Regions from separate parts of the Urocitellus parryii genome. Here region 1 is linked to region 2. A link is a contact called in public Hi-C data. All regions are on one chromosome and are shown on one strand. Each heading gives the region's core, a stretch centred on a gene start, on an enhancer-like site or on the middle of the called end of the contact. The rest is flanking DNA. Distances are from core to core; before and after follow the strand shown.

Region 1 (4,564 bases), core at 2,015-4,514, 330 kb after region 2:
TTCTGCCGCATCTCCACATGCTCAGGATTGCCCACAAAGAAGGTGTGTGCTGCCGATACAGCTTTCTCCAGCTTGTTTATCTAAGGATCAAATACGAGAATATAATTCTGACATCCAAGCCCTGGGTTTGTGTCCAGCAGTACAGTCTATAGTAAACAGGAAATCCCAGCCTCCCTGAGCCTTTCCAAGCCTTCATTCATCATGCCCAGACCCTGGCAACCCCAGAACACACACTTATTTACAGGGATCTCATACCAAGCATTAGGAGCATAGTGCTCCAGGCAGATTTGCAGCTATTTCCTAAATCGGCTTAGTGGCTCCCCAAATTCTGGGAGGTAATGTTTCAGTACTATAAATCTTCTACTTTAAAATGAAGGACATATTGTAGGGGGAGCTATGATAACTGAATACCAAGAACCACAGTCCCAATAGTCAAATGTATGGACTGAGCTGAAGAAAATCTAAGGCTTCTAAAGAGCAGTTAACAATTACACTGTCTAGGAATTTTCCTGGAAAAGAATTTTGCTTAACAGAAAATCAAGAGTTTTTTGGACACATGTTCAGGGCAAAGGTAGATCTTTTATAAAATCCAGACCTGGGTATCTTCTGACTCAAAGACTAGAGATCATGAGGTTAAAACAGTTATTTAAAAAAAAAAGTTATAAAAAAAAGTTATAGTTATTTTAAAAAATGTGCTATGGACCATAATAATGTCCACAGCAACGGAATCCAGCATATCAAATTCACACAGGTTTATATATAGACTCCAAAATAAATTAGAGGATCTAGTAGACTTTGGTGTCAGTCAGATCAGCAATAGATCTAGGTTTAATGACTCCCTTGCTGGACTTTAGATAATTTAAAATTTGCTTCCCAAATTCAGTTCCCTAATCTGTCGGCTGGAGTAGCACTCACTACCCATCTCATGGGATTTTGTGGGGTCAATAAGATGATATACATGTAGTTTTAAACACATGGTGCTCAACACAGATGGTGCTGGTATCCTTAATGTGTTAAAGAAGAAGAAGAAGAAGAAAAAAAAAAAAAAGCACACTAAAGGAGTCAGGCCTGGTTATGTGAACCAAGGTAAGTAATTCCCAGCTCTGTACCTCACTTTCTTTATCTTCAAAGTTAGGGTTTCTCCCATTTGTCCTTTGATGGATTTACTTCCCTTTATCTTTCAGCACAGCTCCTTACTTTCCCTGTTTTTCAATCTCTTCCTTTCCTCCAGATCTTCCTTACCTGTGAGGCACCTCACTCAATTCTCTCTGGTGGACACTGGTGGACAAAGGCGCAGGTATCTTAATTCCCTGAATTGTTTCCACTGCCCTCATTTTCTCCTTCCAAAGCTTATTCCATGTGGCTTCTAGAATTAGTGCTCTAAAATCCAATTTCAATGATGGCTGTCTGGGATCTGCAGAATTTGCCCCTGAATCTGGTTTCACTAAACATTTTTAGTCTCCTCTTCTGCTGCTCCCCACACATATCCTGACCACCCAATCACAGCAATATATATATATATATATATATTTCTGAATACGTCATGCTTGGGTTTTAATTTTCCCTTTACCTGGAACAGCCATCCTTCTTTCCCAGGCAATATTTAGGACAGGCTCAATGTCACCTCTCAAGTCTCTCTAATTATTCTCTGAGATAAAGCTAGATTTTTCCTCCTTTGTGCTCACAACAGCCCTACTACATACTCTTTTGATAGCCCTTACTACAGTGATCCTTAGCAGCAAAGCAAGACAATACAAAGAGTTAAGCATTTTAATCAGCTGTCCAAGAATTGGAATGCAGTAGGTATTCAATAAATGTTTGTCAAAGGATTTTAAGTAGTGCTATTAAGTGACATGACCAAAGTCATAGTCCAATCATTTTAAAGTCCAGTACTCTTCCAAGCAACCAGGAGGAATGAAGGGGTACTACACAAGCAGAGTGCTCTTGCAGAGGTGGAAATCTGAGGTCCCCAAGAGTCTCTAAGTTTCTTTTTAGGTCTGTTGAATTATGAATATAATAGATACGCAGCACACCTCCTTCTTTCCCCTTCTCTTCAATAAATGAGACTAATAGTAGCATCTACTTCACAGGGTACCATGTGGATGAGGGCAAATAAGTTAATAAATGCTGTGCTTAAAACAGCGCGTGGAAGTACATGTGGTCTATCATCATCATCACACAAGCCTGGAACCCTTAAAGCCTATTTGTACACAGTTGGCACTGTGGCATTCCTAAAAACACTAATTTTCTTTGGAAACTGGCAGATTAGCCAGAGGGTCTCCCACAGGGTGGAGCCAGGCAGCCCCTGATGGCAACGTGGCAATCCCACGTCCTGAAGGAGCGCTGCAGGAAAAGCATCATTAGAGAACGAACCGGAAGGAAGATATTGTAGAAAGCTCCCGGCTTTTCACTTGGACATTTACAATGAATCAGGATGGGAGACCCAACCTGCTGCTTTAGTTCCCTCTTGGAGCCATTATGGGAATAAAAGGTCAATCCTTTCTTGGCCTGGGACCTAACCCCAGACTGGACCTTTGGGGTTAACATCTGTCCATAATAACTGGGCGAGGCGGGTCCCCTAGCGGTTTCTCTGTTCTCCCTGGGTCTGAGGAGAGCTCCCCAGCCAGGAGGCCACCCTCCCTCTCTGCGAATACTTCCCTGGTCCTCCAGTTCCCCAGGTCACCTGCAACCATTCTCCGAAGTACCCCAGGTCGCCTGCAACCATTCTCCGAAGTACCCCAGGCAGGTCCGCACCTTGAAGTAGGCGACCTGCAGGTAGTTGTAGGGGCTCCGCTTGCGGAACTCTAACTCCAGCTCCTCGCTGAGTGAGTGAGCGGCCGGCGGCCCAAGGCAGCGGCGCAGGCAGGCGGCGCGACGAAGCAGGCCCCCAAAGAAGCGCAGGTCGTGCAGGGCGGCAGCGCCCGGGGCCTGGGCCAGACTCGCGGAGGAGCCGGAGTCCAATTCCCACGGCAAGTCGGCTGCACATTGGGTGCGACAGCGCAGGCGGAGGGCGCGCAGGGCGGCCCGTGAACGCAGCGCCCGCTCCATGCTCAGGACGACCCCGGCCCAGTCCCCGCGCGCGTAGGCCGCGGTCCCCTCGGCGAAGAGCAGATCAGGCGCCGCCAGGTCCCATCCCGTCTCGGACTCGCCCTCGGCCTGGGAGGCGGTGGCAATCGCCAGCAGTATGGTCAGCAGCCTCCACAACTGCGGCGCCATCACCTCCAGAGACTTAGCGGGACCACAAGCCACCCGCTGCTGAGGACAGGATCCCACCCCCGCAAGGTCCCGCCCCTGGGAGAAGCCCCGCCTCTTAAGAGAGCGGCGCATGCGCATGGTCACACACCTTCTTGCTATCAACGTGGTCCCCGCCCCTCAGAGCAACTTTAGGGTTTGCTGGAGCCCCGCCTCCGCGTTCAGGCCGCGCCCCATCGCTCCAGCGTCCAGTGGCCCGGGAACACGGAAGCTCCGCCCACAAGGCGTTGTGCGCACGCTCTTCTGCCCAAGGAGGTAGAGTAGCCGTCATGGAGAACGCTCCGCCGTCTGGGCCGGAAAAGAAAGACCCTGAAAGTCCAGGAGTGCAGCAGGCGGCTGCAGGTCAGGATGGTATGCGGGGCGGAGGTCAGCTTGGGGAAAGAAGTCCCCGCTGGCAGCTAGTCTCTGGGGTTCAGCGGGAGGCTGAGGGCGGGAGCTCACAGCCTGTGTTCCTGGGTGTGTGTCGCAGGATCCCTGGTGGAGCTCACCCCAACCCCCGGCGGCCTGGCTTTGGTGAGCCCCTATCACACCCACCGGGTCGGGGACCCCTTAGACCTCGTGGCGCTCGCAGAGCAGGTGCAGAAGGTGAGGAGGCGCGGCTGGGAAAGTGAATAACTGTCTTCCTTTGAGGTTTGCTCTACCTGTTTTGACTTGGACCTTACAGCCACTAAGAGTGGGGTTCTTGTCTGCTTTTTGCAGAGGGTGAAAGTCGACTGTCTTTCTGAGTCGGTTGCCTGACTCAAACTCTAATCTTCTGAGACCAAAGATACCTTCTACTGCAGGTAGAGTGCCCACAATTTCCCTCCGTGGGAAGGTCTGCAAAGCATTTTCAGTACATTATTTCATTTGCGCCTTAGCACATCCCTGTGAGGTAGGCAGTACAGAAGTTCTCTTTGATGCGTGAAGATCATTCTAACCCAAATTTTTCAAGGATGTATAGTTCAATTATTTTAAGCTGCTCCCATAAAATCTTTATCTGTTTACCTGAGAGCTTGAAGAATTTAACATATTCTAGGAAGGGTAGGACTTTTAAGTTTTGCCCTGTATTCTCATTCACTGGATACAGTATTCTCATATTCTCATGCTCAGAGCTTACACATTCATTGGCAAAATAGGTAAAATAAAGAGAAACTACAAAATATTGGGAAAAGCACTGGAAGTTTGGATACATGAGCCTTCTTTCTACATCTTTTTTTTTTTTTTTTTTTTTAACAGTAAGAACAGCCTTAAATGGTTGCAACGAAGAATGGAAGAGAGAGTATAGAACAGCTCTTCTTCCTGCTGGGGTGGCATTCACAGTTGCTCTCCACTC
Region 2 (4,338 bases), core at 1,780-4,279:
ATGCTTTATTTACCTATTAGTCTATTATGTTACCCCAAATTCCAAATCTCAAAGCTCTTTTCCTACTCTACTAGTTCCCTCTCAACACACATTTACTCACATGTGTTTTTACCATTACTATATAACCCTGTCACTGAAAAAAATTTATACTTCATCTGACTATTCATATTTGCTAATGATTAAATGCACAAGGTTAAGTAACTTTCCCAAAGTCCTTTCCTGATTATAAAACCTTACAATGAACATTTACTAAATTAAAGAGATGTAAAGCACACAGAATGATGGTTGCCATAGAAAAAGTATTCACTAAATGTTGGCTATTATTTTATTCTCACAACCGCTACCTTATGTCAGGCCTTCATCATCTTATTCTTAAAATTCTAGTCAGTTTCCCCACTCCCAGAACACTCAGCAGACACAAAAGCCTTCCTCAGGAACAGTGTGTATCATCTTACCCTCATTCCTTAGAACCCTTTATCCTTGAAAGGTCCTTTCCCAATATACCCTCACAAATCCTAAACTCACTTATTATTCACCAATTGAGTCTCTTGATATCTTTTGTAAATTTCCACTTCTCTACCTTTGCATATATGCCTTCAATCTCCTGGGATACACCTCTTCCCCTTTGGAAATTCCTCTTTCTCATGTTACATATACTTTTGACCTTGGTTGTACTGTTATTCCAAACAGGAGTTGGATGTTGTTTGGTGATTATAAATGATGTACATACCATTTCTCCAACAAAAGGACAAATCCGTTCCTCTTGGTACAGAGGTTGAAGCTTTTGAAGAGACTCATATTTTATTCTGTGTATCTTTTCATACCAACTACTTCACACAAAGACAACACAGTATTTTGCAGAAGTAAATAAATGCTGACTTATTTTATATACACACACACATATATATGAGCCTCAGAATATACCCAAATGACATTCTCTATTTTCCATGCCCCACCCATACTTAGCATAATGAAAGCAGATAGAATATGTACTTAAATATTTCTAGTCTATATAGGAGACTATACTAACAATTACACCAGATTAAAGGGGAAAGAGCAACATCAAAATGCACTCAAAATGATTGCACCATGTGAAAAACAAATAAGAGAATCCTGGCCATTTTAGTATATAAAAGAGTGACTTCAAAACAGTAAGATATTTTATTTCAACCAAACTTATGAACTAAAAAGAGCCAAAATAAACATGCCCTGGCCTCATCCAAAAAACACCTAATAAAGGCATGAGTAACTCCCCAGGATCTCCAGCAGCACAAAACCAAGAACAAGATTCACCTTAACTCTGACACAAAACCAAAAAAAGAGAAATCTTCAGATTCACATCAGAAATCAAAAAGTTCAATTAATCCACCAGATCAGAAAAAAAAAAATTGAGAAAAGTTACTGATTTTCTATAACTATACGCTAAGGTCTTGAAGGAATAAAAGGTTTCTCTCACTGCTACCGTAGTCTCTTCCCTGTGGAGAGAGCAATCTATGGTCTCAAAGAGCAAAACACGGTTAAGATGGAAATCTTAACCTGGGAAAGACATTAAGAAAAAAAAAAAGAAGAAGAAGAAAGAAAAAGGTTTCAAAACCTGTGTCAAGAGACAAAAGTCTAATAGTACTCAAAAGAGAAGGAAAGTGAAATAAAAGAGCTTCCACGAAGGAGGTAACTAGGTGGAACTATCTAGTGCTGCCTTACAACATATATATGCACATACATGCATACATATGTGTGTATGTGTGTACACATATATGCATTCCCATATGACATGCACACCTTTTCAATAGTAAGCAAAATAAAAAATAAAGTAACATCAGAAAAAGACGTAAAAGATGCCCACCAATCTATAATTCGTTGGCTCTATTCATTCAGGAATTCAGCTAGGAACAACACAGACATGCACTGCAGCAACACAGAATAGAAAAACCTTGGACAACAATATGCACAAAAAGTAGAACAGAGAAATGAAAACTATACACCTCAATGCATCAATACCAAGCGCTTATTCTCTTTTGAGGATTAAGCAGTAGAAAGCAATGATGTCAATGAAACTAACCCTGGTATCCCCTACAGGTCTCAATTTAAGAGAGTACAACTCTTGGTTCTTCCATCTAAACAGTGGGCCCCAGCAAAGCAAACTGACCTTAACACCTTCCATGCCAGCCAGAGAAAATCACACAGGGAAAAATCATCCCGTAAATCTCCCTCTTCACCAGCTGCAAAAATGGAAGGGGGTGGGGGGCACGGGACACTCTACCACGTGGGCAGGATGCAACACACACAGGACAGCAACACGTCCGCATGGAACGGTTGCCTTTGCCCTAATGCCAGCAAAGGACACAGCAACAGGATGGGCGGGAACCAAGGCCCCTCGCAACGGCCTCCTCACCCCAAAGGGCACCCGCCGGGCGCAAGATATTGCCCGCCTTTCTGGCCGAAAAGCGCTCCCGAGCTTGAAGGGAAGCAGCCACATCGCGCCGGGATCGGGGACTACCCCAGGCTAGAACGCAGGTCACGGAGGGAAGGAGACTGTCGCTGTCTGCGGACTCCGCGCCCCCGGGATTCAGGTCCAGCTCCCCCGGGCCCCACCTGGGGGAGGGGCGGGAGGTGCGGAGCTGCCGCTTCCAGCTGAGGGGCAGCAGCAGCTGAGAATCGCCGCGGGGAAGGGAGGGACCCAGCCCTCGTGGCCCGCCAGGCCCCAACCTGAGCCCAGGCCCCCTGGCCCTCCCGCCGCCCACCGCGCGGCGCGCGACGGCTGAGAAGGGACAGGGCGTCTCGCGGAGGGCAGCCCCTGCCTCCGTCGCGGGAGATGCCCCGGCCCCGCCTCCTCGCCCGCCGCCCGGGTGGCGGGCACTCACCTCAGGCTGAGCAGGCCGGGACGGCCCGGCCGAGCCCCCGGCCGCTACGTGCGTCTCCGCCCCCCGGGAAAGGTCCCAACAGCGCCTGGTGCGAGCGGCCGAGGCCCCGAGCAGCGCCGAGAGCGGCGGCAGCAGCGGGAGCAGCCAACATCCGGGGCCGCGCACCCGGAACTACTTCCCGACCCGCTCCCCCTGCCGCCCCCGCCGCCCCCGCCTCCCGCGACGTCGCAGCGCCACCAGCCCAGCGTCGGCGGCGTCACGGCTCTCCGCGGAAGCGGTCTCTAAGCCCTGCGCGGATCCCTCCGCGGGAGCAAGTAGTGCCCGGGAACTTGAGCGGCTCTCTGGGCGCACAGTGGATCTCTACAAGAGGCTGGCAGTTTCGAGCGACGCGGGTCCCTGCGCCCCACAGTGGCGTCCGTGGGGTGAGATCGGGGACCCCATAATGAAGGATGGCAAGGATCAGCGGCTTTGGACCCTTTCCAAGGATTCCACAGGTCCCGTGTTCCAGAGGAATCCTGCCTCGTGACCTCCCCCAGCCCCCCAACCCTGCCACCTCACCGTAGGGACCGGCACCTTAGCCTGTCCAAGAAACCGGACCCCTTTTTCGACCTGGCGCAGCTTGGATTCCGCAGGCCCCAACAAAGGCGCCTTGTACTTTCCTTCAGGACTCCTTTTCAGAACTTCAGGAGGCCAGGGTTCTAGGCCTACCTCTGTGGAGGCCATTCCCCTGCCTAATCATACTTTCCTTCTACTTAAAAAAAAAAAAAAAGGACTTGGAACTCTAAAGGCCCTTCTGATTCACAGGTTCACTGTCCAGGTTATGGTCCTGCTGTCAACAGGTGGAGCATTTAGAAGGGTAGTTGGGTGCATGGTGGACTTTGGAATTTACTTCTACGTCAATCTTCGCTGATTCTTTCTCCAAACTATTAGCACTGATAATCTGCCCTGTAGTTTCACACTTGATTACTTTTGAGGTATTACTTGCTGTTGCTTCAGTTGCGTTAGTCATGTATTCTCCCCACAGCACCAAGAACACTTTTTTTTCCCCAAGAACACTTTTGAACTCAGTAGATAATCAATACATGGATAATCAGGTATTTGTTAGTTGAATATGGGTTGTTTGGATGAAAGGACAGAGACCGGAATGATTGACCCTGGGAACTTTTTTTTTTTTTAACTTCAAGGGGATCAGATAAAGACCTCAAGTAGTTAAAGATCTGAGCCTCTCTATTCCCTCAACAAATATTGAACACCTGCTTTTAGCAAGAATCTCTGGGAACTGGGGATACAGAGTACTCATATATTTCTAAGTAGCGCTCTAGCAATATTCTGAAGTTTCATTTACTCATTCATCCAACAAATACTTGTCCGTCACTGCTAAGTTTGCCAGATACCAGTGCTCAAGATGTATCCATAAACAGAAAAGAAAGAAGGAAAAAACATTTATCTTTCCCTCTTGGAGCTTTCATTTTATAGT

What was found. A called contact is a pair of places that touch in the nucleus more often than the background predicts.
Region 1: a contact with region 2 is called in a Hi-C map of muscle, with 4 times the contacts expected there. The contact joins the promoter of P3h1 here to the promoter of Foxj3 in region 2. A contact is called at or near these places in 2 of 2 Hi-C or Micro-C datasets (liver and muscle).

The regions. Positions count from the first base shown.
Region 1 is chr11:27,291,324-27,295,887 of mUroPar1.hap1, forward strand. It overlaps P3h1 (prolyl 3-hydroxylase 1), which reads right to left and starts at 3,265. Exons shown (of 15, transcript XM_026410407.2): 1 at 2,755-3,265; 2 at 1-80. The coding sequence starts at 3,216. C11H1orf50 (chromosome 11 C1orf50 homolog) reads left to right here and starts at 3,513. Exons shown (of 5, transcript XM_026410405.2): 1 at 3,513-3,594; 2 at 3,722-3,837. The coding sequence starts at 3,522.
Region 2 is chr11:26,964,330-26,968,667 of mUroPar1.hap1, forward strand. Foxj3 (forkhead box J3) reads right to left here and starts at 3,030. Exons shown (of 13, transcript XM_026410389.2): 1 at 2,862-3,030.